Linked DNA regions of Sus scrofa: all the other regions are linked to region 5. A link is a contact called in public Hi-C and promoter capture Hi-C data. All regions are on one chromosome and are shown on one strand. The core of a region is the stretch at or near the end of the contact, and the rest is flanking DNA. Distances in the headings are between cores, read along the strand shown. Region 1 holds the start of RPS29 (40S ribosomal protein S29). Region 2 holds the start of RPL36AL (ribosomal protein L36a like). Region 3 holds the start of NIN (ninein). Region 4 holds the start of TMX1 (thioredoxin-related transmembrane protein 1). Region 5 holds the start of ATP5S (ATP synthase subunit s, mitochondrial).

What was found. Promoter capture Hi-C pulls out the DNA fragments that hold promoters and counts their contacts. A called contact is a pair of places that touch in the nucleus more often than the background predicts.
Region 1: a promoter capture Hi-C map of liver shows a contact between it and region 5, with 6 times the contacts expected there. The contact joins the promoter of RPS29 here to the promoter of ATP5S in region 5. A contact is called at or near these places in 1 of 5 promoter capture datasets (liver) and 3 of 47 Hi-C or Micro-C datasets (alveolar macrophages, heart right ventricle and skeletal muscle).
Region 2: a Hi-C map of liver shows a contact between it and region 5, with 4 times the contacts expected there. The contact joins the promoter of RPL36AL here to the promoter of ATP5S in region 5. A contact is called at or near these places in 2 of 5 promoter capture datasets (fetal liver and liver), 6 of 47 Hi-C or Micro-C datasets (heart right ventricle, liver, mesenteric adipose tissue and 2 more) and 1 of 2 datasets of contacts at active chromatin or transcription factors (alveolar macrophages).
Region 3: a contact with region 5 is called in a Hi-C map of embryonic fibroblasts, with 2.4 times the contacts expected there. The contact joins the promoter of NIN here to the promoter of ATP5S in region 5. A contact is called at or near these places in 1 of 5 promoter capture datasets (liver), 1 of 47 Hi-C or Micro-C datasets (embryonic fibroblasts) and 1 of 2 datasets of contacts at active chromatin or transcription factors (alveolar macrophages).
Region 4: a promoter capture Hi-C map of fetal liver shows a contact between it and region 5, with 5 times the contacts expected there. The contact joins the promoter of TMX1 here to the promoter of ATP5S in region 5. A contact is called at or near these places in 1 of 5 promoter capture datasets (fetal liver) and 2 of 47 Hi-C or Micro-C datasets (embryonic fibroblasts and epiblast stem cells).

Annotation. Positions count from the first base shown.
Region 1 is chr1:179,454,012-179,460,060 of Sscrofa11.1, forward strand. It overlaps RPS29 (40S ribosomal protein S29), which reads right to left and starts at 2,836. Exons shown (of 3, transcript XM_021101317.1): 1 at 2,676-2,836; 2 at 2,346-2,445; 3 at 912-1,009. The coding sequence starts at 2,737. The coding sequence ends at 1,001. It also overlaps LOC102723301.
Region 2 is chr1:179,474,405-179,480,087 of Sscrofa11.1, forward strand. It overlaps RPL36AL (ribosomal protein L36a like), which reads right to left and starts at 3,416. Exons shown (of 2, transcript NM_213917.1): 1 at 3,386-3,416; 2 at 2,234-2,682. The coding sequence starts at 2,651. The coding sequence ends at 2,331. It overlaps MGAT2 (mannosyl (alpha-1,6-)-glycoprotein beta-1,2-N-acetylglucosaminyltransferase), which reads left to right and starts at 4,060. Exons shown (of 1, transcript NM_001128482.1): 1 at 4,060-5,400. The coding sequence starts at 4,060. The coding sequence ends at 5,400. It overlaps LRR1 (leucine-rich repeat protein 1), which reads left to right. Exons shown (of 4, transcript XM_021101338.1): 4 at 1-933.
Region 3 is chr1:180,620,610-180,626,353 of Sscrofa11.1, forward strand. NIN (ninein) reads right to left here and starts at 1,366. Exons shown (of 34, transcript XR_002346861.1): 1 at 1,164-1,366.
Region 4 is chr1:180,931,574-180,937,586 of Sscrofa11.1, forward strand. It overlaps TMX1 (thioredoxin-related transmembrane protein 1), which reads left to right and starts at 2,105. Exons shown (of 8, transcript XM_001928249.4): 1 at 2,105-2,511; 2 at 5,746-5,861. The coding sequence starts at 2,360.
Region 5 is chr1:180,066,293-180,072,075 of Sscrofa11.1, forward strand. ATP5S (ATP synthase subunit s, mitochondrial) reads left to right here and starts at 2,865. Exons shown (of 5, transcript XM_013993389.2): 1 at 2,865-3,015. The coding sequence starts at 2,880. It overlaps L2HGDH (L-2-hydroxyglutarate dehydrogenase, mitochondrial), which reads right to left and starts at 2,876. Exons shown (of 10, transcript XM_001926818.5): 1 at 2,634-2,876. The coding sequence starts at 2,773.

The DNA of each region.
Region 1 (6,049 bases), core at 1,586-4,085, 610 kb before region 5:
CCTCTAACCCTAAGTGTTTTATTAAGAATATTAACATTGAAGTCAGATTTGAGTTTCAGTCCAGTTTTAATCCCTTTCTTACTTGGGAAGACTTTGCAGAAACTGCTTAATCTCTAAATTTCAATTTCCTCAAAATTCTAAGACTTGAAAAAAAAAAAGGCATTTAGCATGTCTGGCACATACATTTTAAAATATAATTATCCAATCCCTAATATAAAAGATACAGAAAACCACTTGACCATACCAACCTTCCTCCCCACCACAGGGTCAGGATTGGATAGGCAATGTTCCCCTTCAGACATCCCCTCAACAAAGAATACAGGTTTTAAAGGAGCAATCACCTAGGACTATCCCAATAGAGCAATGTCCATCTCTTCCCCCAAATTCTCATAACCAAATTAAACACACGGCACAAAGACACCTGTGTAAATCAATTATGTATATGCCTCCCCCATCTTCACCTAAGAAACTTACCTCTGCTCAGCTGGCAGTTTCTCACCCACTCAATCTGCAACATCACAGAAATTTTTTCCTACCTCAACCTTTTTTCCCAATATTCTATCCACCTCATTCTGTTCACCCTAAATACACTTCCCCAGCAACACTATTATTTTATTAAAAAAAATTTCATGGTCATACTACTGAGACTCAGAGTTAGTAGAGGTGGATTTACCATGATGTTCTTAAAAACCTAAACTTCAGTGTCCCTAACCTCCATGAGCTCCTTTTAAGGCTTTAAGAGGTACACTAGCAATGTGTTTAACTGTTTAAAATTTCACAGCTAATTTAACCACCATCAGTTAAGACGCTTTTTTCCACTTCAGCTTCCATTGGCACTTTCCCTCCTGTTGGATGACACTGTAGCAATCGATCTTGATACTGATATTCCATTCACACTAAAACACTCATAATTAGTATTTTTAAATGTTTATTTTATATACAAAGCACTAACATTGTTTCTGCATAAGGTGGATGTCCTGGATGACCCATTCAAGGAAGCTTAGTCCAACTGGAAAAAAAAAAAAAAAAGGCAGACAGAAAAATGAATTAATTCAAAATGCTTTTAAACGTTTTATTCTCAGAAAAATGGCTCACTATAGAATGAGTTTAACCTGAAAATCTGACCCACCCAAAATATCAACATCTAAAGATTTACTAAACACCTACTTCAAGTTGCTCCACACATCTGTTATATTTTAGTCAGTGAATTTCATTATTGATATTCCCCCTTCTATGCTCAAAGAAATTACCCACTAGAAAAACACTGCTACATAAGATGGTCATTAAGTAACTAATCACATGGGTAATATCTTGGTACTCAATGTGTGCCAGACACTATTCTAGGAGCCATTCATAACTCATTTAATCCTAACATCTGAGAAATGGGTCACAAACTTAGTGGACTTGAAGCCACTCTCTCATCTGTGTTATGCTACTGACAAGTTATTTAAACTTCCACACTGTAACACAAAACATGTACTTGTTAAGCATTTCGTCCAAGCCAAAAGTTTAAGCTCAAGATATTTTGCCTCTGTCACATAAGTGTCACATGAACAATTATTACCCACAGTAATTCACCAAAATAAGAACACTTTTTTGGCTGCACTCTCGGCATGTGAAGTTTCTAACCAGGGATCAAACTTATGTCACAGCAGTGACACCACCAGATATCTTTAAGCAACTGAGCCACCAGGCAACTCCCAAGCACATATAGAGAAGCAGGTTCTACTTAATTACTGAGGCCTAACTATGAATCAAAAGGCCAGAGATGCAGCTCAAAGACCCAATAAGAAATGTTTTCACCTCTGAGCTTCATATATACATTAATTTTTGCAACAATACTGCCATTTAGCTTCCACAGGTAAAACCTTTGCTTCAAGACACGTGACCCAAGTCATTATGACTACCTGCCTGAATCCTCAAAAAACATACATGGCCCCAAACCTCAAGCTCATTCCCCTACATGACGCTAACTCGTAACTCAACATTTCAAGACAGTGGTCAACTCATGTACTTTGCTTAAAAATAGCTAGATAGGATTAGAGATCTAATGTTGAATTTTAGCATGGTTTCATAAAAGTAAATAGTTTTATACACACTTTACACGGCACCTCGAACTGGCGAAAATGGTAAAATGGGATTACAAAGACTTCTTTTAAGGCCTTCACTGCATCCCCGCCATTCTATTCACATGGCTGCCACAAACCCTGAACAGTGTCATCCTCTACCAAGAACAGCGCTGCTAACTAAACGCAGAAAACGTCATTGGCCGAAAGCCCACACCAAGGAACTACCCCTTGTTGGCCTCTCCCAGAAATAGGAGCATGCGGCCCGCGGACGCATACCTTGATGAAGCCAATATCCTTCGCGTACTGGCGGAAGCACTGGCGGCACATATTGAGGCCGTATTTCCGGATCAGACCGTGCCGGTTTGAGCAGACTCGGCTGCAAATAGAAAAAATTAACGCAAGTCGCAGAAAGTAAACAATTCGGCACTCAGAGAGCCACCACCCACACTGCTGGTCACCAAAGACCCATGAGAGGCCTGTAATGGCGGCAATCAAGCTCCGATTCCGTCTCCCCCCACGCGCAAACCTGCGGGGCTCCGCCATTCTATTTCAAGCAGCGTCGCGCCCCAGAGGAACCCTTCCCTGAAGCGACATTCTGTTTCTCACCAAGAGCGAGAACCCTGACCGAATTTTCTTGGATGGCTCCAGTAGAGCTGCTGGTGACCCATCTTGCTCTCTCGGCTGCAACGAGGCAAAAGGACAGACTTAGCGCACGCATGCGCTCTTCAAAATTTTGGACACAGTTTACCCAGAAGGCAGTGCGGACCAGTGACGCGTGCGCAGTGTGGCCACGCTGTTCCTCGGGGGTGGGAGTGAAGAGGAAGCATGGAAATAGTCTGGGCGGGCCCTGCTGATGACGTCACCACACCGCAGCCTCTAGTTTTGTCTTGCGCCTTCTGCCACCGCCGGGCGCGGTGGCGCGCGCCTGTAGTCCCAGCTACTCGGGAGGCTGAGGCTGGAGGATCGCTTGAGCCCAGGAGTTCTGGGCTGCAGTGCGCTATGCCGATCGGGTGTCCGCACTAAGTTCGGCATCAATATGGTGACCCTCCGGGAGCGGGGGACCACCAGGTTGCCTAAGGAGGGGTGAACCGGCCCAGGTCGGAAACGGAGCAGGTCAAAACTCCCGTGCTGATCAGTAGTGGGATCGCGCCTGTGAATAGCCACTGTACTCCAGCCTGGGCAACATAGCGAGACCCCGTCTCTTTTGGAATAAATTTTTCTTTTGAACCCTCAAATAATTGATCTCAGTATTCTGCTATTTTCCTCTTCAGAATCCTTCACATTTTTTTAAATTAAAGTCTTAAACTCGTAAAGGAAAAAGGACGTTTGCCTCAACTCTACACTGACCCCTACTGGGATAAAATAGCAAAAAAACTTAAAATCAACTGTAATAACTAGGAGTCAACGGTAGGAGTTCCTGTTTTTAAACAGAATACGTTTTCAAACTTATTTTTAATTGACACACACCATTCCAGAAAAATGACATGAGACTTAGGATGTTTAATATTTCAGTGTAGTTAGTTAAGTTTAAAGTTAAGAAACAAGTAAATATCCAATGTATGTTGCTTTGACCAAATGATCTGGTAACAAAATAACTAGCAAGAATCACACGCCTTCTAATAATCTGCCGAAAAAGTCTCTAAAATCCACGTGGTCATTTATAATGTCTGTAAATAAACGAAAAATTAAGTATGAATCTAAAATAAGAGCTTTAACTAGAAATATAAAATGTACCACAGGGTGCAAAATATAGGAAACTTTTATGCATGAATTCTTACATTAGAACTGAAACACTACACCTCTTAAAGGTACGTTATTTCAGGATTATGAAATTCCCCATCCAAATTGGGAACTTTTTTACATAATGAAGGAATCAAGTCAGAGACTGAAAAACCAGATATGGCTTGATCCTGCTCTCAAAACAAATGTAGTGAGGAAAATAGTATTATTACCTGAACCCTTCCTTTCATTTTGTCTCTCTCTCTCTCTCTCTTTTTTTTTAAGAGCCCTTTCTTCCAGATTCAACTTCTGCCACTCAGTGACACGTATACAACTAAATAAGCAATTCGTTCTGGATTTTTCGTTTTGTTTTTTTGTTTCTTAGGACATTTTATATTAAATGACAGATGTACTAATAGACTACAAGAGGAGAAAGAAAGAGATTAATTCCAGCACGAGCTTCACTTGAGGGGTCTTTGAAATACACTATATGTGAAGAGTGGGGTTTACACATGATGGAGGGAAGAAATAGTGAGAGGAAGAATTTGAGGTCAAGAATGGAGTTGGAAAAAGCTTGGGGAGGGTGAACAACTTTGAGTTAACTAGAGAGGAGTCCAAAAGGCTTAGTGATAAGATTGAAAGGGGATTTTAACTTAAAGCCCAGCTGTAGAGGGTCTAATTGTCAAGCTTCTACAGTTTACCTGGAATCTTTCATTGATGGGTAGTTTCCAAAACCCATGTGTCTTTCAAAAGCTAATCTCACATTTGCCTTCTCGGATCTTTCCTGCTTGGTGGTCTCTGTAATTTTTAAAATATTACAATGATTCTGAGATCAATCTCATAAATATTTTCAATACTCTTTAATATATAATCCTTTGAGCCTAAAGAAGTGAACTCATTCAAAAGTGGGGGAAAAAACACCCACAAACAAAAATCAATTAGTTACACTTGAATAATAACAATCTCTTAAACTATCTTGATATTCAAGTTGCTCATAATTTTTATTCCAGTCACAGTTAAAATAACATAGCACCATCCCTCTCCACTGATGGAATTATCGATTTCTTTTTCAATAAGAAAGCTGAAAATATAGCTTTAAAAGTCCATTTTAACCCAGTGTTTACAAAGAGCTTTCAGCTTAATCCTATACTCTTCTTACAGGTTCTTATTACTCTTTTGTATTTGGCTTTTAAATACTTATTTTAGAACATTTTCCCCAATTATAATACATACTGAGTCTTTCCTTCTTTCCTTCCTTCCTTTTTCTTTAATACAATGAAGTACAAAGAAGAAAAAATGTACCATGATATTCTAGTCCACATAAGCCCTATTAATATTTCCTTTTGGAAAAAAATACTTACAAGATTGAAACAGTCTAACAGCACAGAGTATATACATTATTTTTTAAATTTAAGCACATCTGAATGATCTGCATGTTAAGACACCATTATTCAAGATATCACCTATTTTGTTCCTTAAATTAGTCTCAAAATCATTGTGATTCTACATCCGGAATTTTTCCATTTAAAGATCTACATCTCTCTTGAGCTAGCTTCAATGTTAGAACCTTTATATATGTATAAATAAATATATATATATATCCATTTCAACATATTTATATTTTAGGATTCTGTGGTGAAGAGACATCTTTGGAAATTTAATTTGGCAGCAGGGTGGATAGTGGATTGTTGTACTAGCCTCATAACTGATAGTGCTACCTATAGGCTTGTTCTGCCTCCAAATTAATCTCTTCACTGACCACAGTAGCCTTTCTTAAACTGACCTAAATTTTATCTCCTGCTTGAAAATTTTCAATGGTATTCCAGAACTTTAATATTAAAAGGATCTGATTTAGAAAAAAAAAATGCTTTCATCATCTGGCTGCTTTATACTCTTCTAATGTTCGAATTTAACATTTATTCCATTTTGAATAATTATTTGTTTACTCACCTCTCCTAAACAAAGTAAACTCTTTTTTTTTTTTTTTTTTTTTTTTTTTTTGCCACACCACGGCATGCAGAAGTTCCTGGGCCAGAGCCACTTCAGTGACAATGCTGGGTCTTTAACCTGCTGAGCCAACAGGGAACTCACTCATCTTTGCCTTTTAATCATCTAGCATGGTGCTGGCATACATAGGGAACACCATAAATATTGAAGAAATGTGTTGAAATAAGAAGACTTTCTAAGTTCAGAAAAAATTTTGGAGGGAAGTAATGCAGTTCTGAACTGATATGGCAATACTAAGAATGAAAAGGTGGGTA
Region 2 (5,683 bases), core at 2,166-4,665, 590 kb before region 5:
AGTGGCTAACGAATCTGACTAGGAACCATGAGGTTGCAGGTTTGATCCCTGACCTTGCTCAGTGGGTTAAGGATCCAGCATTGCCTTGAGCTGTGGTGTAGGTCACAGACACAGCTCGGATCCCAAGTTGCTGTGGCTCTGGCGTAGGCCAGTGGCTACAGCTCCGATTAGACCCCTAGCCTGGGAACCTCCATATGCCGAGGGAGCGGCCCTAGAAAAGGCAAAAAAAAAGACAAAAAATAAAAATAAAAGGAACCAACTTGAAAGAATCTTGAAAAATGAAAGCAGAACTGTTCCATTCTTATTATCACTGTTCTTCAAATCAGCCTCCCTCCTAGATAATTGCAGTAGTGTCAAAACTGGTTTCGGGCAACAAAGGAAAGATTAAAAGTAATTGGAGAAAATCCTCTCCATTAACCCAGATCAGAGATTTTAAGCCCAGGCCTTATACTGCCTTCTAGTTGACTCACTTCTGGCTTTGAAAATCAGCAATTCTGTAAATGAGTAAAGTATCTTAAAGTTTTTTTCTTTATTTTTATGGCAGCACCTGCAGCATATACAAGTTTCCTGGGCCAGGGGCTGAATGCTAGCCAAAGCTGGGCTGGGACCTACGCTGCAGTTCTGGTAATGCTGGATCCTTTAACCCACTGCGTTGGGCAGGCTGTTGATTGAACCCTTGCCTCTGCAGCTGCCAGAGCCGCTGCAGTCAGATTCTTAACCCAGTGTGCCAGGGCGGGAACTTCCTAAGATTTTCTAAACGCATAAACTGATGAGATATTGCCCATAAATATTATAAAATGCCCATATTAAAATGTGGTTCTTTTCAAAATGGTTTTATGGTATATTTAAGAGTAAATTAGTACACACTTGATTTTCATATGTTCCTGTAGAAAGACTATTTCTTCATCAATAAAGGCAGATGTTAATAGCCTACTTTGGGAATGAGTGTTAATCAAGTTATTCCTATACCCTAGCCCTTTGAATTCTTGCTCATCTAGAAGCCATCCCCAAGTTCCTTAGCCAACTTAAAATTCATATACAGAAATAAGAGAACTTGTCCTCTTCTCATAGCTCATTTCCCTTTCTCAGTTTTTCATTTAATACTCAACTTATTTTTCTTTCTTGCCTTCCATAGGTGATTACTAGGCTCACTTGAGTTTAACCTTCCATTCTGTTTTCAGTTAACTTCTTACCTCAACACTCCCAACAGTCAGGGTATAACATTTGAGTACCTCCCAGGGTATGTTCTGAAAAGTTCAAAGGATGGAATTCATGTTGTTATGGACTCCATTTTTTTCACTTGCTTCAGAACTTTTTGTAATTACAAGTCAATTTTCAACTCCTGCTTTACATTGAAGACCAAGGTCTATGGGAGTTCCTGTGGTGGCTCAGTGGTAATGAACCCTACTAGTATCCAGGAGGACGCAGGTTTGATCCCTGGCCTCCATCTGTGGGTTAAGGATCCAGAATTGCTCAGAGCTGTGGTGTAGGTTACAGACATAGCCACTCTGTTTCTGATCATAGCGCCTTTTCCCCTGGGAATACAGGATCCCGAGTGACTGTGATGTAGGCTAGCAGCCACAGCTCCCGTTGGACCCCTCACCTGGGAACCTCCATATGCTTTGGGGTGGGGTGAGGGCTAAAAAGACAAAAAAAAAAAAAAAAAAAAAAAGACCAAGGTCTAAGAAAAGGTTGTCTAGAAAAACCTATGGAAACATTGTACGTCTCTGCTGTCCAATGGGGTGGTCACTAACCACATGTAGCTAGTATAACTGAGAAACTGCATTTTTAATGTAAATAGCTATATGTGGCTAGTATGCCCTACTGGACCATACCCTTGCAAAAAGTCAGCTCTTTTTACCCCTTCAGCTTGGATCCTCTACTCCACCCAGTCTGCTATACACAGGCCTACCTTATCTTTTCCATGTACTTTTTTCAAAATCTGATTGAGACTTTCCCCAGCAGCTCAATCATAATCATTTACTCACCCAACAGATATGAAATTGATGTGAAAAGTATCAGTTTTTTCCCTGCCTTATGATTTATCTCCATAACCTAGTTATAAAATTTGAGGTGGGACTCCTATCTTTATATATAAATCAACATTCCAAGTCTTATGGAACTAAATTTAAATGAGAATTTGAAATGAACCTTAATTCTGTAACTTCCTTAATTTAGAACCAAAATAAGCACAAGATCCTATTTATATTTTAAAAATACAAAAGATTTCAGTAAGGTATCACTGTATTTATTCTCATACAGGCATTTTTTTTCCCCCTATGGCTTCAACACCTTCCTCTCAAATATAGAATAAAAAAAATTCTCAAGGCTTAGAACTGGATCACTTGGCCCTTTCTCTTCTTATCTCCTCCAAGTTCAAAATGCTTGCATCTCTTAATTGCCAGCATCCTCTTGGATCTGCAGTTGGGCTCAACACATTCAAGCCTCAGCACAATCTTCTTTGTGGTTTTAGCCTTCTTCCGGAAAATTGGCTTTGTTTGCCCGCCATAGCCACTCTGTTTCCGATCATAGCGCCTCTTTCCCTGGGCATAGAGGGAATCCTTGCCCTTCTTATACTGGGTCACTTTGTGAGGCTGATGTTTTCCACACTTCTTACAGAAAGTCCTTCGGGTTTTAGGTACGTTGACCATCTTTGCAACAGGGGTGTTTTCACGATGAATACTGTGGTAAAATATTTAAAATACAGCAACAGACGTTAAACATTTTGAAATTTTAAGTTTTGTAAATATGGAAATAGTAACATTACAGAAATCATTAACGTATAAATGCACCAAATACGCATTTTCCACACGAATAAATATATATATGTGCACAACTCTTTAGAAGGCTAATCATCGGAGCAGTGATAAAATGAGGCTCACTAAAATAAGGGCCAGAGCAGCAGCATAAGGATGCCCTATACAGTCAGGTCCCCCTACTGACTCTAAGTTCCAAAGTGGGTTCCTTTGGTCCTTAATTTACCGTGGTTACCCAACAACTAAAGCGTGGTCGTGTGATAATCTACTCTCCTTCGGAAGAGTGGGAGAGTGAGCGCGAGAGCCAGTCTGGCTCCGGGTGCGGTGTAGCTGGTGCCAAGGCCGAGCCCGGCCCTTCTCTGAGGACCGCAGCAACGTGGTTTGACTTCTCCCTCCGAAACACGGTCTCCCTTCAGCGGCCCCGAAGGCTGACGTGTCCTTAACAAGTGCCTCCCGGCCCGGCAGCCGCCATGCGGGAGCCCCTTCCCGGAAGGGAGAAGCCCGTTCTTGAAATCCCCCAAGGCGGCGGGCCTCGCCCTCCCTCTCCTACCAGGGTTCGCCCGGCCACCCCGGGATCCTGAGCTTCGGGGGCTCCAGTCGAGACCGCTACCACTCCGCGTGTAGCTTACCAGTAAAACCGATGTCCACGTTCCGGGTCTCGCTCTGCTCTAGCCTCACCGGAAAAGGAGGATCGGGACGGAAGCAGGAACTGAGCCTGAGCGACAGCGCCGCGGCCCAATAAGAGGCGGGCAGCGACGCCCGGTCGTCTCCCGACGCGTCGGGGAAGCGCCAACCGACGGCCCGAGGGGCGGGCCGGAGGGGTGTGGGCCCGGGGGCCGCGGAGCTCCGCGAGCCAGTTGCTGGTTGTCAGGACAGTCTCCGCGGGAGTGGGACGAGGTTGCGTCCCTCGGTCCGGGACGTCCGGTGCCTGCGTAAGGATGAAAGCCCAGAGGACGCAGGGCCGCTGGAAGCGCAGGTAACGGAGCCGGGGTGCGGTGGGGCCGCGGCGGGCTTCTCGGACCCGTGCCGGATGGAGAGGACCGAGGCGACGCTGAGTCGCGGCTCCTAGCGGCGGGACAGCCTGAGCTGCAGCTGCCAGGCGAGGATGTGTGGAGCCCGGGCGGCACAGGGGAGCTGAGCGCCTTCGGGCCCCAGGACCCCCGGGGCCAGGGATGAGTTAGCGAGGGCAGCCGCGGAGGCCCATTCCGATCGCTGCAGGCCACGGCCGCCGCCCGCCCGCCCTTTCCGTGCGGGATCCGCTAGCTCCTTTACGCGCCTGCCCGCGCTCCCGGCCCCGGAGACCATGAGGTTCCGCATCTACAAGCGGAAGGTGCTGATCTTGACGTTCGTGGTGGCCGCCTGCGGCTTCGTCCTCTGGAGCAGCAATGGGCGACAAAGGAAGAATGAGGCCCTCGCCCCGCCGCTGCTGGACGCCGAGCCCGTGCGGGGTGCGGGCGCCCGGGCCGGGGACCATCCTGCCATATCCGTGGGCATCCGCCGGGGCTCCAACGATTCGGCGGCTCCGCTGGTCGCGGCAGCCCCGCAGCCCGAGGTGGACAACCTGACGCTGCGGTACCGGTCCCTAGTGTACCAACTGAACTTTGACCAGACGTTGAGGAATGTGGATAAGGTCAGCTCCTGGGTCCCCCGCGAGCTTGTGCTGGTGGTCCAGGTGCACAACCGGGCCGAATACCTCAAACTGCTCCTGGACTCACTTCGGAAAGCCCAGGGAATCGACAACGTCCTCGTCATCTTTAGCCATGACTTCTGGTCGACTGAGATTAATCAGCTGATCGCTGGGGTGGATTTCTGTCCGGTTCTGCAGGTGTTCTTTCCTTTCAGCATTCAGTTGTACCCTAACGAGTTTCCGGGTACTGACCCCAGAGATTGCCCTAGAGACCTGGAGAAGAATGCAGCTTTGAAAATGGGATGCATTAATGCTGAATATCCCGACTCCTTCGGCCATTACAGAGAGGCCAAGTTCTCCCAAACCAAACACCACTGGTGGTGGAAGCTGCATTTCGTGTGGGAGAGGGTCAAAGTCCTTCGAGACTATGCTGGCCTCATACTTTTCCTAGAGGAGGATCACTACGTAGCCCCAGACTTTTACCATGTCTTCAAAAAGATGTGGAATTTAAAGCAGCAAGAGTGTCCTGAGTGTGACGTTCTCTCCCTGGGGACCTATACTACCGTTCGCAGTTTCCGTGACGTTGCTGACAAGGTAGATGTGAAAACGTGGAAATCCACGGAGCACAATATGGGTCTGGCCTTGACCCGGGATGCCTATCAGAAGCTGATCGAGTGCACAGACACTTTCTGTACTTATGATGATTATAACTGGGACTGGACACTTCAATATTTGACTGTATCTTGTCTTCCAAAATTTTGGAAAGTGCTGGTTCCTCAAGTTCCTAGGATTTTTCATGCTGGAGACTGTGGTATGCATCACAAAAAAACCTGTAGACCATCCACACAGAGTGCCCAAATTGAGTCACTCTTAAATAGTAACAAACAGTACATGTTTCCAGAAACTTTAACTATCAGTGAAAAATTGACAGCAGCCCTTTCCCCACCTAGGAAAAATGGAGGGTGGGGAGACATTAGGGACCATGAACTCTGTAAGAGTTATAGAAGACTGCAGTAAAAAAAAAAAAAAAAAAAAAAAAAAAAAAAAAAAAAAAAAACGCAATCGCAAAAGGTGACAGTCTTCTATTTTTGATATTTGTCCAAACAGGATATACAATTGAATAAAAGAGTTTAGGAACTGGTTTCTGCTTTAATACAACAACAAAATTCTTATAAAAGTTGTCCAAATATAGTAATCTTTTCCTCTTGTCTGATTAAGATTTAAAACACAAGTTTTCACTTTGTGAGTTGGGTTTTAAAGTTTCTTGTGTGTCTGCTGAAGGAAATCATTGTTAACCAGT
Region 3 (5,744 bases), core at 116-2,615, 550 kb after region 5:
CATGCCAGTGGCCCTGACTATAGTTAGAGCTGTCCTCATTCCTCTCTTTTTAAACATTACAAAACAATTCATCTCCTGGGAAAAGATTAAACAAAACCGAGCGGTAGAAAGTAAAAAAGCAAAGCAGCATCAACTGACCCAGTCCTACTCCCCACAGGTAACCTCTGCTTTGGTGCAGATGTCAAAATACACACAGGGACCTACAGGCATATCTCATAGGGCTGCAACCACACTCAGAAAAGCACAATCATAAAATAAGTCTAGATTTCTCCAGAGAAACACTAGATAGAAATACTGCAATAAACACACTGTTTAAAAAATAATAATAATTATGGAAAAAGAAACTATTTCAAATAGAACACATCCAAGGAACGGTGGGAGCAGAGGGGAGGGCAGGCTTTGGAGTCTGGGCTCCACTCTTCAGGTTGGCTTCTCAGCAGGTGAGTGCCCAGTGAAAATGAGACTGCCTTTCCTGAGCCAGGATCCTTCGGTTTAGAAATGCTCAGACAGGGAGTTCTTGTTGTGGCTCAGTGAGTTAACCCAACTAGTATCCATGAGGATACAGACTGGATCCCTGGCCTCACTCAATAGGATCCAGTGTTGCTGTGAGCTGTGGTGTTGCCAGGCAGCTGTAGCTCTGATTCGACTCCTAGCCTGGGAACTTCCATACACCACAGGTGTGCCCCTAAGAAAAAAAAAAAAGAAAGAAAGAAAAAAGAAATGCTCGGATTGGAGGTCTGTGAAGGGAGGATGAAGGACAGAGGGACAGAGGGCTGGCTGCGGCAGGGGAGGACTCTAAGCCCCTGGCAACCTCCCCAATCCCCTCTCTTTAAAGCTACTATTACTCTTATAACTTGTAACGGCCAAAGGCAGAGGGAGGCAGAGCACCTGTAGGCTTGGGCTTTGGAAAGCAGAAGAAACAGCTGCGCATCGACGGGCAAGCCCAGGAGCAGGAGGGCAGCCCCGGCTGAGCCTGAAAATAATACCCAGCCACACAGCTTGACAAAGGCCTCCGGTCGTGCGGAGCGGGAGGGTCTGGCCCAGTGGCTCCTTGCCAGGCAGTTCTGGGGCCACGTGGGGAAGAGCCCAGACCCTCCCTGCCTCCCTCCTCCAGATCCTACACCACCTTCGGGAGGACCAGCCTGCCCTCAGTGAACACCCACCGCAGCAATCACCAGCTTTGCTTCTAGGCCTGTCTCACTGCCGTCTCATTTCCGGGTGTGAAGATGGATTGGCTGTGTACCTCTGTTTACAGCATCTCTTCCTGCAGTGAAAGCGAACCCCCTACGGGTCTGCGGGTCTGAGGGTCTGCGGAGTTCTTCAGTTTTCAGATGGGCGGGAATGAAATGAATAGTCTCTGGAGAGGAAGAGGAAGAGGAAGTGCCGCTGTGTCCTCCCCCCACCGCTCCTCCGCCCCCATTTAAAAAGAGAGCCCCAGGCACTGGCTTGCTACTCTTAACAATGTTGTCAGCTCCGAGTTAGAGTGGGCTCCCCACAAAAGTGGTGCTAGCTGCCCGGGTTTGCTTCCTTTGTCCCTGGTGCTGGGATATCTTGCCCTGCCCCGGGCTTCAACTTGGATTGGTCAGGAAAAAGTGTCTCAGCTTTAAAATGATCAAACTCCTGGAGCTCCCGTTGTGGCTCAGCCTTAACCAAGCCGACTAGTATCCACGAAGACGAAGGTTCAATCCCTGGCCTCGCTCAGTTGGGTTAAGAATCCTACGTTGCAGTGAGCTCTGGTGTAGGTCACAGACACGGCTGGGATCCAGCTTTGCTGGGGCTGTGGTGTAGGCCGACAGCTGCAGCTCAGATAGACCCCTAGCCTGGGAACTTCCTTATGGCACAGGTGGGACCCTAGAAAGATAGACAGATAGACAGACAGATAGATAGATAGATAAATAAATAAGATTTAAATAGATTGAAAAAATAATTGTCAATAGAAAAAAACATTTAGGAAGTAAGGATATTAAGCACTCATGGAGAGCAGAAAACATGCCAGAACAGTAAATTCTTCTAAAATTTAATTTTAGAGTTGAAGAAATGTTTCTCTTTGGTTTAAATGATTTTAAATAGAGCTTGGCCAGCATCTCAATGTCTAGAGTCAAGCTTTCTGCTTCAAAAGTGTCACCATTCTTCTATCTCCTGGTCAGCTCACTGCTGCCCCCGTGTGTCTCATCTAAACATCACAACACAGTTTTCTGTTTGGCAAATAAAAGTGTAGAAAACCTCTACCAGTCTGTTGGCTCCCGTGGCAATAAACAGTATAGAATTAAAGCAATGTTCTGGCTTATTAGTGAGAGCTATGAAACCCAGGTGAATGTTCAACAAGTCTTTTACTTTGGAAAACATCATTATACGGTCCTTTCTCTTTCTCTCTCTTGTTTTTTTCAATTCATTGTCTCCTTCCTGAAAGGATAAATTTAATCCCTAGAGGAAGTGGTAATGAGCATAGTGATGTAAGTCCTATTAATGATACCCCTTCAAGAGAAACCACATGATTTATTCATCGATGTGCATTAGATTTTATTTTATAGCTTTGATTAAAAAGCTTATGTTCAGGATGATTGAAAGTTTGCATAGTCTCTGATGTGAGATAATTTCTTTCTTTTTCTTGCTTTTTTTTTTTCCTTTTTTTTTTTTTTTTTTTACTTTTTAGGGCTGCACCTGCGGCAGATGGAGGTTCCCAGGATAGGGGTCAAATTGGAGCTACAGATACCGGCCTACACCACAGCCACAGTAACATCAGATCCTTAACCCACTGAGCAAGGCCAGGGATCCAATCCACAGCCTCATAGTTCCTAGTTGGATTTGTTTCTGCTGAGCCATGATGGGAACTCCAAGATAATTTCTGAGGTGTGGCTCAAACACACACACTTTCCTGTGCTCACCTTATACCTTTGTCTCCAGTGGGGAGATTAGATCCCCATTTTGATATGAACTAGACCAACTCTGTGGGTTTGTATTAAGCACCAACTCTTCCTGTTTCTTGCTCATCCATGTAGTTTATCTGAATTGCTTCTTGCTCTACAGAAACTGAGACCACATAGAATATCATGTTTTCCTGGATGGAATTTGGAAAACACCTTCCATTTTGAATAGATCAAGATGCTGATCCCTTATGCACAAAGGTTGCAGCAGTCTCCTCTTCCACATGGCCTGCCTGGAGTTGATGGCTACTTGCTCCCCATACTCATCCTGGAATCTCCCTATACTGCAATGGCAGCTTTGAATTCACTTCCCACAGCCACCTGCTAAAGTAACCTTCAGTGCTTCCTGAGTGCTTACTGACTGCTCATTGTTTAATCCAGGAGAGGGAGAGGGCTCAAGTTTCACCTCCTCAAGGCAATCAAACAATTTTGGTTAAATTCAGTGCCCACATGGACCTATTGGGTATCTTAGACCCACACCCCATACTTATTCCCAAAGGAGAGTTGTGAAGAGCATGGTGTGAATTGGCAGCCAGCATTACTAAAGAAGACCTCTTGGTGGAACATTTGTCATGTTTTCTAATTCCTTCAGTCACTGATCTGAGCCTCCTGGGAACTAAGGTCAAGACCAGCTTTACCTCCCTGGAGGGGAAGGCAGAAACTATGGGAAACAAACTCAGATACAAGTCCAGCATTTCTGGCTGTTTAAAATGCTCTGACCAAAGTCTTCCCTGTATCTCTGTGGTATCCAGTTTTGGCACATCTGTGGATATTTAATTCTAAGAGACGATGCCAGGCAACATCTGCAAAGGCAGCTGAAAACCTGGGCATCAGGGACTCCAGAATCTCTATAGAAGGAGTTTGGGGGTAACTATCTGATTGAATGTGGGTGCTGGAGGGAATGTGCTGAGGTTGCACTGGCATTTAAGCACACTGTTTTCATTGTGTCTTTACTGGAGGTAGCTCTGAGGGCTATTGGTAGAGCTGCCTATTGGTCAGTCTTCCAGTTCTTCAAATAATAGAATCTTTCTAGGTATAGAGACCTGGTGTGAAGTGTTCACCTTAATCAGTCTAGGTTGAAATCTCTTCAACAGAGCAGGAGATCTGTTTAACAATTTTAGATGTTTTAGAGTTGGGGTGGGGAACCAATGCCACTGAGACTTGAGGCTCAGCAGTTCAGCCTGGAGGGGTCCATTTCCCCAAGTGCCAGCAGAAGAGAAGCAACAGAAGACCTGGAGCTCGTGTGGACTTGTAGATTTGTGCCCTTGCCTCTGCCACTGACCACTGCTGTGTCCACCCTCCCTGTCACTGTCCAGCTGGGACCATGCTGCTTCGTTTGTGTATGAGTGTTGGGGGTAGGTTAGGGCTTAGTGGGAGTTATTTAAAGCTACAGGATAAATATGGCATGTCTTCTTGGATTGCTGATTTTACTTAAAGGTAGGGGGAAATGTACAGATCTACAAGAGAAATCATGATATAGAGTGTGAATTACTTGGGATTGAGTTCATCTGGAAGTAACAGAAAAATCCAAATTATTGGTGGCCTAAAAAAAATGGACATTTCTTTTTTCCTCATATTCAGGAGTCTGACAGTCAGTTCAGGCTGGGTAAGGCCTCTTGGAGGGAGGGACACAGGCTCTCTGCTTGCTGTTTGGCCTTGAGTAGCTTCCATCCTCAAAGACAATTCATGGTCCAAGATAACAGCTGGAGAAGCACCCTTTAAATTTGTATTCCAGAGAATAGGAAAGAGGAAAGTACATCCTTCAGTGACACTTCTAGGAAGTCACATCTATGACTCCCTTTATGTCACATGGCCACAACTATCTGCAGGGGAGATTTGGAAAAGTGGTCTTTTTTTTTAAAATTGAAATAGAGTTGATTTACAACATTGTGTTAATTTCTGCCGTACGGCAAAGCGATTGAGATACACACACATATTTTTGTATATCTTTTCCATTATGGTTTATCACACACAGGCTATTAAATCTAGTTCCTTGTGCTACATGGTAGGACCTTATCCATTCTATATATAATACTTGCATCTGCTAATTATGAACTCTCAGTCCCTCCCTCCCCCAACTCCCCCCCTCCCTGACCCCCCAGCAACCACAGATCTGTTCTCTATGTCTGTGAGTCCGTTTCTGTTTCATAAATTCAGTTTTGTCATATTTTAGATTGTACATATAAATGATGTCATATGATACTTGTCTTTCTCTTTCTGACTTACAGAATTAGTTTGGTAATCTCTAGGTCCATCCACATTGCTGCAAATGGTATTATTTCATTCTTTTTTATGGCTGAAGAGTATTTTCTTGTTTATGTGTACTGCATCATCTTTATCCAGGAGAAGTGGTCTTTACTGAAGACAGATGTATGCCATCTGAAATTTGTCTGCTTTCACAGACACCTTTAGCTGTGAAAGCAGGAAAATCAAGATTGGGAGTCATTTTAAACAAACTCTCAGGTACTGCTGATGCTGTTAGTCATGTACCACATCTTGAGAGGCAAGAGACATAAACCTGTGTAAGTGAGCCCTTGCCTACTTCTCCCACCTTGCCTCCTATCCCATCCCATTGTCCCTGGCTTCTTGCTGGGTCTTGAACACATCAAGCCTGTGTTCTCAACTGGGTGACTTTTTTTTCTTTGCTTTTTTAGGGCTACACCCATGGAATACGGAGGTTCCCAAATAGGGGTCAAATCGAGCTACAGCTGCCAGCCTGCACCACAGCCACAGCAACGCAGGACCTGAGCTGTGTCTGACAGGAACTCCCACACCTGGGTGACTTTGAACTTACTATTCCTTCTGGTTGGAAGTCTACTT
Region 4 (6,013 bases), core at 855-3,354, 860 kb after region 5:
GAGGATGAGTGGAGAAGTCTAGACAGAAGGAACAGCTAGTGCCAAATCTCTAGTGTGAGGCTAGTTTGACATATTTAGGGATCTCCTGAGATGTAGCAGGTAGGGAGGAGGAGAGCCAGCACTACATGAGGTAGCAGTTAGGCAGATGTCAGATCCTGTAGGACTTTTTAAGCCACAGTAATGATTTTAAGGAGTTTGGATTTAATGTCAAGTACAGTGGGAACCACCTGGAGTGTTTTAAGGAGAAATTGCTAGATCTTATTTAGAGAAGCAAGAGAGGACACAGAGCAGTCAGTTAGCAATCTATTATTGCAGGTGAGGCAAGAAATGATAGAAACTTGGACCAAGGTCTTGGATGTAGAGATGGAAATTGGTGGAGGTAGAGTTTATGGGACTTGCTGATGGAGTACATGAAGAGACGGTGAAGAAAGAGAACAATATTAAAGAATTAAAATGTAAACTTTTGTCTTGAGCAATCAGATGGACCTCAGGGCTATTTATTTATTTATTTATTTATGTCTTTTTGTCCTTTCAGGGCCGCACCCACGGCATATGGAGGTTCCCAGGCTAGGGGTCTAATCGGAGCTGTAGCTACCAGCCTACGCCAGAGCCACAGCAACACTGGATCCAAGCCACATCTGCGACCTACACCACAGCTCACGGCAGCGCCACATCCTTAACCCACTGAGCGAGGCCAGGGATTGAACCTGCAACCTCATGCTTCCTAGTTGGATTTGTTAACTATCCCACTGAGCCATGATGGGAACTCCTATTTTTATTTTTTATTAAAATATAGTTGATTTACAACCTTGAGGCTCTTAATTGAGAAGACCTGAAGAGGGAGAATCGAAACTTTTTTTGATCCTGTTATGTTTAAGCTCCCTATAAGATATCCAAGAGATGTCCAGCAAAGAGTTTAATGTTGTTAAAAAATGGAATCATTTGCTTCCCATGACAGCAAACAGAGATTTAAAGAAGAGGAATCTATACCGATAAAGCCCTTGCCAGTGCCCTTCCCCTCAAAAGTCCTAAAAAATAATCCTTTCTTTTCTCTCGCCAAGAACTCCTTTGCCTCACCCTTCTTCCTATAAAAGCCTTCCATTGTATAACCTCTTGGAGAGCCCTTCTAGTTGCCAGATGGAATGGTGCCTGACTTATGACAAATAGATCTTTAAATTTACTGGGTTGAATTTTGTTGTTGTTGTTTTTAAAACAAGATACAGGTCTGAAGTTCCCAGAAAGGTCAGGGCTGGAAATGACAGTCATATGCTTTTTAAAGCCAGAAGTGAGGTCACCTGGAGAAGTTTGAGATTAAGAGGAGGGGGGCCAGTACAGCATCCAGGGGCCAGTCAATGTCTGGAAATTAGTAGAGGAGAACCAGCCAAGACGTTTCAGAAAGAGCAGCTAGTGAGGAAGGAGGAAAAACAAACAAAAAAACAAATGAGGTACCACATAACCCATTTCAAGGAGGGTGTGGTGACAGAATGCTTGCTGGCAGTCAAGTAAGATGAATGTTAACATGCAAATTACTAATGTCCTAGAAAAGGCCTTTCAGGGAAGGGTGGGGATTGGGAGGAATCAGTCAATTGGATTGAGTTTAGGAGAGAATATGAAGTGAGGAGGTGTAAATGCAATTATTTTCATTTGACTGATTAATACCAAACTCAGTGCACATTTTGATTTGTATTTACAGATGCTTAAGGAAAAAATCTGAAATATCTGTTACAAGCAGCCTCTGTGTCTTGCTCCATTTTGAATTTCTGATCTATCCTCTCTGTAACTACTGCATTAAAAAAAAAACCCAAAACCAAAAAAAGAAAAAAAAAAGAGGGACAACATATACCCTAAAGTGCATAAAGTGCACTAAACTTTCTGACTCATACAAACATCCATTAACTGTCCTACAAAATTTTTCAAAAGGAAAAAAAAAAGAAAACCCTGACAGGCAGTTAGCCGGAAACTGCTTTAGCATAGACTTACCAATCGCCTTAAGTTAGTATAAACGCCAAACTTTTGGCGCCAAAATCCTGCCGCAGACTTTGAAGCTGTTCTCTCCGAAGTCCCACCCCACTTTCTACACCACGCCCTCCGCCTCTCTTCCGACACCATATTCGGGAAAAGCAGAAAGGAAGGGAATGCTTTTTTGTCATGCGCACTAGGGAATAGGCGCGCTCCTTCGCTGCTAAACCAACCCACTGAGACCTGGTCTCGTCATGCGCATTGAGAGTCCTCAAGGCGCGCGCGCGAGCCTCGCCGCGCTCATGCGCACGAGCAGATGAGCTCGCACGGACGGAAGTGAGGAGAGGTTACGCGAAGGTGGGGGCCGCAGCGCTTGCTGTGGGGAGGGCGAGCGGCGGACATGGCGCCCTCCGGGAGTCCTATGGTCCCCTTGGCGGTGTTGCTGCTGTTGCTGTGGGAGGCTCCCTGGACCCACGGGCGGCGGAGCGACGTGCGCATCATCACCGACGAGAACTGGAAAGAGTTGCTGGAAGGAGAGTGGATGATAGAATTGTGAGTGCGGGACGGTGGTCTGGGGGCCCTTCTGTGGGCCGGGGTACTGGATCCTAGTCTGGAGCCCCGACTTCATTCTCCTTCCTCTCCCGAGCGTCCTAGGCTCTTCGGCGCTGCGGCTCCGAGCCGCGGCACGGGAGCCCCCGACTGCTCGGAATCCCCTAACTCTTGGGATCTTCGGCTGCTTTCATCCCACCCCTTCGTTTGCGACCGGGTAATACTTTTAAGTTTTTTTTTCTGAAGTGTGCACCCTAGTTTGGTTGCTAGGGCTGCGGTGTATGTAGAGGCTGCTTTCAGCTTTGAATTCTCTCAACTTTTCTTCAAGGTTTTTGGGGATGGGGAGGTTAGTCTGACTAGTTGCTATACATTGATTTTCTTGTGAGTCTTACAGACTTCCAGAGTTATTTTTACCAAACTGCAGAAGAGGAAATTGAGTTGCAGCCTTTCCTCTCCTTTTGTCTAATTGTCCTTAAAAAGTAGTCCACTTAGAATGTTAGAATTTGAGGTCTTTTTAGTTTATTTTAAATTTTATGAATCGGGCGTGTGTGTGTGTTCGCTTTTCTTTTTGCCCACATCTCATTTTTCCTTTGGGTGTGTGTTTTTGCAAAGTACTGAATGTCCTAGGTTGTTACTCTTATGTCTCTCTAAGTGGTATTGCATTTAAAAAAGAAAATTAATTGTGAGTGATTATAAACTCTTAAAAGAGTGTCAGGTCGTCATTTATTGTTTGAATAAAATCATGTGTCTGGTGATTCCATTATGATCATGTCCCTTATGCATTGGTAGGTAGTAAACTATCTGCCTTTGCTTTAGTCACTAAATTGGTAATGGTGGTGACAGTATTATTGATACTAATGGTATTAGTGATATTAGTGAAAAACACCATTATTGAGTGTTAACTGTGTACTAGACACCTGTAAACACGTCATATGCCTTGTCATACTTAAATTCTTTACAAATTCTACAAGATACTTGTTATTTCCTACACTTTACAGGTAGGAAAAGCTGTACCTAAAAAGCTTTAATTATGTTGATGTTGTAGAACAGCCCCCTTCTTTAACTGGGTTCAGGTGGGTGTTTTCTTCTGTGATTGGGTTGCTAGTTAAGGAGGAAGGTGAAAGTATACATCCCAGAAGGCCAAATCAGTAACTCTTCAGTCATTAAATCAAGCATAGATCATTTATGTGAAGGACAAAATAGGAGAAATGTTTATGTAGTATGCATATAGTTTATAACTCAGTAAAATGAATTTTCAGGCACCCTTGGAGCTACAGAGGAGAGGAAACATAACCAGGGACAGCATTTGGTTTCATTGTCCTCGGTAACTTGTTTTAGCTTGTCTCCATAAAATGTTCACAGTTTCATAAATAATGTGTTAAGCAATAGTAATTATGAACTAATGTGCAAAATACATTCGAGTGTTACTCAAGGAGATTTTTATTTTTTTTAAATTTTTAATTTTTTTTTTGTCTTTTTGCCTTTTCTAGGGGGGCTCCTTCAGCATATGGAGGTTCCCAGGCTAGGGGTCTAATCGGAGCTGTAGATGCCGGCCTACTCCAGAGCCACAGCAACACGGGATCCGAGCAGCGTCTGCAACCTACGCCACAGCTCTCGGCAACGCCGGATCCTTAACCCACTGAGCAAGGCCAGGGATTGAACCCGCAGCCTCATCGTTCCTAGTTGGATTTGTTAACCACTGCGCCACAACGGGAACTCCTCAAGGAGATTTTTATTAACTCACTGGATCAAACTATATCAATATAGTAGTAATCAAAAGTGAAGTAGTAGGGTTTTTGAATTAGAATATCTGTGTGAAATTAGAGTATACCATAGTATTTTTTTCTTTTCTTTCCTCATCATGTCCATAATTTATATGAGGTTAAGTATTTTAAAAGCACCTAAGAAACAAAAGGAACATGAAAAAGGGTCAAGGGTTTCTAATGCTGTCTGTTCTTACTACAAGTTAGATTGTCTACGTTAAATCCCTCCTGATCAGGAGTTTTTTTTAACAGAGAGATTTGTTTGTAATACATTTTTTTAGAGATTTTGCCTTTTGTGGACAGTACTAGTCTTGTTCCACATTGCCTATAACTTTTGGGAGTTTTATTTCCATAAAATAAGTGAAGAAAGTATAATGAACTACAGAAACTGTACTCATATTTTTAACAGGTGTAGGTTCCTGGTTCCAAAAAAAAGCCTGGTTCCATTAAATTATGAGATAATTATAAAACGAGAAAAATCAAATCCTAGGAAAGATTCAGGGCCTCTAAAGACTAAGTACTAAAAGAGTAAATAAAAAGCTAGTATGTTTGGCCATAGATTTGTAAATCTGAGGTTGACCAAGTTCTGGCCTAAGAATTTTTTTTGGCCTGCCTAGTGTTTGTGTCTGGGTTAAGTTCTGGGTAACATTTTTACATAAAAATGAAGATTTTTTTCAGCTCCTTTTAATTTGGACTGGGCCAGTAGTTCCCTGTTGACTGTCATTTTCCTTTGTAGGAGGGGGCATGTGTTTCCTATTTACCATAGCCCTGGGTGCTTCCTTTTTTTCTTCTATTAGCACGTTGCATTTGTGACTCCTGCACATAAAATTATTAAAACTGATGAACTCCAGATTTGACTTGGAGCTTTCTGGATACAGTTTCATAGAGAAATCCAAAGGTTTTTTTTAATTTCTTTTTTCTTAATCCAAAGTTTTTTTTTAATTTCTTTTTTCTTTTCTTTCTTTCTTTTTTTTTTCTTTTTGCTTTTTAGGTTGCAGTTAACGGCATATGGAAGTTCCTAGGCTAGGGGTCTAATAGGGCTACAGCTGCCGGCCTACGCCACAGCCACGTGGGATCTGAGCTGCGTCTGCGACCTACACCACAGCTCACAGCAACGCTGGATCCTTAACCCACTGAGCGAGGCCAGGGATCTAATCTGAATCCTTAGAGATCCTAGTCAGGTTCATTAACCACTGAGCCACAAAGGGAACTCCATAAATCCAAAGGTTCTTAAGGAGCTGTTTTGCACGTGAAAAAGTCCTTGTGTCTTAATTCTCAGAATTACTTTTCTGTGATTAGCATTATCAGTTCATAATTCTTGATTTCCAGAGAGTTAGACCTGCACTTAAAACCTTTTCATCTTTATAAAATTAGCCACTTTGCTATCTTGTTTTTAGTATATTCTTTATGTTAAGCATATTAGCATTTTTATCCCAATATTATTAGAATGTTTAAAAAAAATTATGTTTTTTAGTTATGCTCCATGGTGTCCTGCTTGTCAGAACCTTCAACCAGAATGGGAAAGTTTTGCTGAATGGGGAGAAGATCTCGAGGTTAATGTTGCAAAAGTAGATGTCACAGAGCAGCCAGGTACTGTAAGTCTGGTTAGTTTTTTTTTGCAATTCGAGATGATCTGTTTTTCCTTTTTCCACGTTAAACGGTCTTAACTCTTAACTTTCACTAGTTTTGTTTTTTTTTTTTCATTCAGGGCCGCGGGTGAAGCATGTGGAAGTTTCCAGGCT
Region 5 (5,783 bases), core at 1,615-4,114:
TGAGCCACGATGGGAACTTCCAATGTATTTCACCCTCTCCTGCATTATGTTATTTCAGTGTAAGTCCTAAACATCATCTGTAAATATTTCAATACATTATTTCCAAAAGGGCTCTTTAAAAGGCACACACAATGCTGTTACTTTTTTTTTTTCTTTCTTTCTTTTTACAGCTACACCTGCATCAGATGGAAGTTCCCCGGCCAAGGGTGGAATCAGAGCTGCAGCTGCAGGCCTACGCCACAGCCACAGCAACAGTGGATATGAGCTGCATTTGCGACCTATGTTGCATCTTGCGGCAACACAGGATCCTTAACCCACTGAGCGAGGTCAAGGATCAAACCCCGTATCCTCAAGGACGCTATGTCAGGTTCTTAACCTGCTGAACCATAATGGGAACTCCAATGTTGTTATTCTAACTAAAAAAAAATTATCAGTTTTTCATTATCATCAAACATTCACACTAAAAATTTGAGAAGAAAACAGGAGAAAATCTTTGGTATCTAGGGCTAGATGAAGTGTTCACACCAAAAGCATGATCCATAAAAGAAAAAAATTGATAAATTGCTCTGCAAATGACCCTGTTAAGAGGGTAAGAGGACAACAAATAAATTGTGAGAAAACACTTATTTGTGAACTATATAGCTGACAAAGGACTCATTTCTCATATACATAAAAAACAAACAAGTCATTTAGAGAACAGGCAAAAGATATAAGCAAACATTTCATCATAAAGAATAGATATGATGGCAATAAAGAACATGAAAATACGCTCAGTACCTTCAGTCATTAGGGAAATGCAAACTAAAACTACAATAAGGTATCACCAGACCCCTTTCAGAATGGCTTTTTTTTTTTTTTAAGTGATAACTAAACATTGATGAGGATGAGAGGAACTAGACCAACCACACATTGCTGGTAGGAATGTAAAACAGTACAGCCATTCTGGAAAAAGAGCATGGCAGTTTCCTCAGAAACTATACCTGTGCGTACTACACGTCTTAGCAATTGCACTCTTTGGAATTTATCGCAGAGAAATGAAAACTTAATGTGCCTACAAAAATCTGTACATGTGTTCATAGCAGCTTTATTCATAATAGTCAAAACTGGAAATAGCCCAGATACCATTCAACTGGTTAAGCAAAGTGTAATACATCTAACACCACAGAGTGCTACTCAACAATTAAATGGAACCCACTATCAACACAGGCAACACCTTGGATTGATTGCAAGGATATTACGCTGTGTGAAAAAAGCCAATCTCAAAAGGTTACGTATTGTGTAATTCCACTTACATAACATTCTCAAAATTACCAAACCATAGAGCTAAAAATTTGTGGTTGCCAATGGTGAGAAAAGGTGGAGAGATGAGGTGTGAACACAAAGGGGTGGGTAACAAAATCTCTGTACTGATGGAACATTTGTTTCTTAATTGTGGTGGCAGTTACCCAAATTAACACATGTGATTAAACTGCATAGAAACACACACAAATACACAAATGAGTGCATTTAAATGATGAAATCTGAACAAGGTCTATGGATTGTACCAACGTCAATTTCCTAGTTTTGATACTGTATTACAGTTATGTAAGATGTTATTATTGGGGTAAATTGGGTGAAAAAGGCTACATGAGTACTCTCTGCTCTTTTTAAACTTCCTATGGATCTTTAATTACCTCAAAATAAAAAGTATAAATGAAACTTCACTCACCTTACTTTTCTTCTCTTAAGAAAAAGTTCCTAAAAGAACTGTCTACATACCCACACGATGAATCACTAAATCCTATTCCACTCTAACCCCTCTCCAATCTACTAATACATAGCAGCCAGAGTCAACTTTTGAAACATCAACATTTAATCACTTCTTAGAAATCCTCTAAAAGACTCCTAGCGGTCTTAGAACAAGGTTTCATACATAGTTAACACAAAAACCCTGCTGTGGTGCAGCCCCTCTCCACACGGTCTCTGTTCCTCTAAGCTCCAGTCACACTGATCTTGCTCACATTCTAGTTCTCTCAACAACCAAGAACTTTCCAGCTTTGAAACCTTCGCATAAACCATTCCCTCTACAGATAGCAGAGAAAGTCTCCAAACTTCGAATCACAGGATGCTGAATTCTGCAGGGTTTGCCTAGCAACTAACTGAGCTGCTTCTCACAGGGGCAACTCTATGCAGCATGTGTGTGCCAAGAACTGATTTAAGACCGGTTTCAGACCTTCCAAGTAAAACCATGGAGGCCAGCGAATAAACAGCCTATTTGATTGTTTACAGTGTGCTAGGTCCTTTAATCCCGCAAACGACCACCTACGCAATAGACTAGGATCCTATTCACAGCTGAGCCTTTAAGGAGCTTAAGTAACCCTCCCAGAGTGGACTAGGAGGTGGTGGATTTGTATTCAAAGCCTCAAGTATTCTTGACCTCTACTCAACACTGCCTTTCTTACTCTTTTCCTCACAGACACTACGAACGATTCCAGCAGGTAGCTCCTGGGATCAGAGGTTGGAGCCCGGGCTGCACAAGATCTCGACCTTCTCTCGCGCCTAGGACAGGGAAACAGAGCAAGGGCAGAGGTCCAGCACCAGGCACTTCTGAGAGAAGCAGCGCAAGCGGCGGGGGCGGGCCAGCGGCTACTCACCTGGTGCTGGCTCTGCGGCCACCTTGGCACAACAGCCAGAGGTTCCCTGGCGCGGGCGCGCCAGCAGCGAGGAAGCCTCCGGAGAAAGCCCCGCGGGCACGTCCGTAGACGCTGCCCAGGTAACGCAGCGCCGGCACCATCACCGGTGCCCCACTCCTACCCTGCCTCAAGCCCCAGAAGCGGCCCTGGATCCCAGCACTGCCCAAGTCCCAGTGCTGTCTAGCCCCGCCTCTTGCGCAGGGGCCAATGAGAGGCGCGCCTTTGCCTCACGTGGGAGCCGCCATTAATGGCCAATGGGCGCGCGCGGCAAAGGGCGAAGGGCAGGCCGGCGCTACCGTAGACGCCAGGGACGCTCACTCGCTCCCTCCCTCCCTTCGACGCTGTGAGTAAGGAGCTAGTCCCCGAGCGGGGCGGGACTAGGGGGTGGTTACGCTCTGCCTTTTCCCTTCTGCCCTAGCTGGGCAGACTGAAAATCTGGCGTGCCGACTCTCGCGTCCTCGACTTCGCTGCCGAGTGGACTCGGGGCCGCGAGAGAAAGTCGGGGGATGATTATGGAAAAAATTTTGGTTTGGGCAGGCCCAACAACCTCCCTTTTCTAGGCCCCGCCTTCTCAACCTCCCTCTGTCTGCGACTCTCGAAGCCCAGCCCCGCGTCACTCAAGGCCCCGCCCCGCACCGGAGGCCCCACCCCCTCTCAACCCCTCTCCACGTCACTCAAGGCCCTTTGCTGGGCACCGCAGTCTCCCACCCACGTAGGGGCGCTCGCTGCCCCGCCCTAGCTTCATTCGAACCGAGGGTCTGTCATGGCAACGCCTGTTAGCCTGCAGTTTCCTGGACTTCTATATATGGGCCTCCTAGCGCGTCATTCTTTCAGTCATTTATTGGTCCTTTAAATATTAAGAGGCTTGGTGAACCAGAGGGCTTGGTCTCTATAATTATTTAGCAATCTGTTTCCTTTTCTTAAATCCTGGACCGAGATACAGTTTTAAATATGCTGTGCGGGGCTAAGAATAGCGACTCACCTGTGCAGGTCACTTCAGATCTGTTTATCTGTAAAATGAAGGAAGTGGACTATGTGATCTTTGAAAGACCTTTGTAAAACTACGTGATTCTGTATCGCTATGCCTGTTTATCGCTATGCTCCCTATGCTTGATGGAAGTTTTTAATCTTTAGGGTCAGGACAGCTGAAGGGAACGAAAATAGAATGATGTAGCCTTATTGCTGGAAGGGCTTGATACCTCTCTGAATTTGGCTCCACTTATTAATCAGGTAGCTTGGGGAAGTCATTTCACCTCTTCGCCTCAGAACCTCCTCTGTGAACTAGGAGTTCTCCCTCATAGGGCTTTTTTTGCAGATTATATGATATAAGGCTTATCAGATGTTTAGCACAGAAAAGTGTTCAATAAAATGATGGCTTTTGTTATGTTTAAATGGTTTTATCACCTGGACAGTTGTACATATTTTCTTTATTTGTGAAGACATTGTGGAATGTTACCTGCTCGTTCATCACAAATGAAAAAAAAAGAAATAGTTTTTAGTTCGATTTTTCATTTTGAGCTAATTGTAGATTCCCATGTAGTTGTAAGAAACAGTCAAGTGATAACATCTTCTAAAATGATCATACAATATCACAACCAGGAAAATGACATCGACACAGGCCATGGATCTTATTCAGGTACCCCTCGTTTTACATGTATGTATGTAGTTCTGAATACTTCTATGGCATATGTATGTAGATTCTTGTATCCACAAGTCAAGCTGTAGCACAGTGCCATCACCACCAGGATCCCTCTGCTGGCGGGACACCCTCTTCCCCTTTCTCTTCTCCCTCTAAAGTTTTGTTATGTCAGGAATGTTATAATAAATGGAATTATATAGTATGTAATTTTCTGGAATTGGCTTTTTCACTCGGTGTAATCCCTTGAGTTCCATCCAAATTGTTGCATGTATTGATAGTTTATTCTTTATTACTGAGTAGTAGTTCATGGTATGGACATAACACAGCATGTTTAACCATTCACCCATTGAAGCTCTTTTTCAGTTCACCCATTGAAGCTCACCACATGTGAGCTCTTTCTAGTTTTTAGCTATTTCGAATAAAGCTGCTGTGAAAATTAGTGTACAGCTTTTTCTGTGAGCCTGTTTTTTGTATCTCTGGGATAAATGCCCAAGAGTCTAATTACTGGGTCATATGATGAGCACATGTTTAGTTTTGTGAGAAACTGCCAAACTTTTCCAAAGCGGCTGTACCATTTTACATTTCCAGCAGCAATATTGAGTAATCCAGTTTCTCCTCAGTGTCACCAGCTTTCAGTACTTTCACTATTTTTAATTTTAACCATTGCACAGGATGTAGTTGATTTTGAAGTATACAATTTGAGGGTCTGTGGTCAGGCTTTCATGGGTCACCCCACAGTAGTGACTTTATTACTCTGTGATTTTTAGCATGTGCTTCATAGATTAGCAAAGTGAAATAATTCAAAATACGTATGTTCTTTTTATAAAATTTTCTCTGCTTACCTCTCCCCTAGGTTTGACTGTACATTAATTTGTTTTATTTAGATAACTCAAATCACAAGCTCACCTTATATTCATTCACCCTGTAATGTCTTTGGCTAGAGACATTTGTATCCCAGTCAACACTCTTCTCAGTAAGAATTCATGCTCACCTTCCATGTAGGTCAGAACCAACAAGAAGTTAGTTCAATGAGTGTCAAGCAAGATTGGCCTAGGAGTTGCTTTGGGGACTTTTGCTTCTAACTCCTAATGAATTGCTCTGTTGTTCTATTTTAGTAGATTCTACACACTTTAGGAATAAGAATTGGCATCAACAATAGATAATTTGCAGTGAAGTGGAGTTATAATTTTCGGGGGGGAACTCCCCAATTCTGATACTACCCCACCCCTCTTGCCACACTTTTACTGCGGTCAAGAACAAATTGACCAGTTCCACCTTTTCACCACTAAAATAGCCCAACTAATTACATTTAATATGTTAAAAAAAAAAAAAAAAGAACCTCCACTTTAAAAAAAGATTTTGGTTTTATGCAAATGGGGGACTCTCAAACATACTCAGAAACACTTTGTACATAACCTATTTTGAGTCATAGATTAGAGGTCTGGCCTTCTCTCAGTCATAAACATAATAGC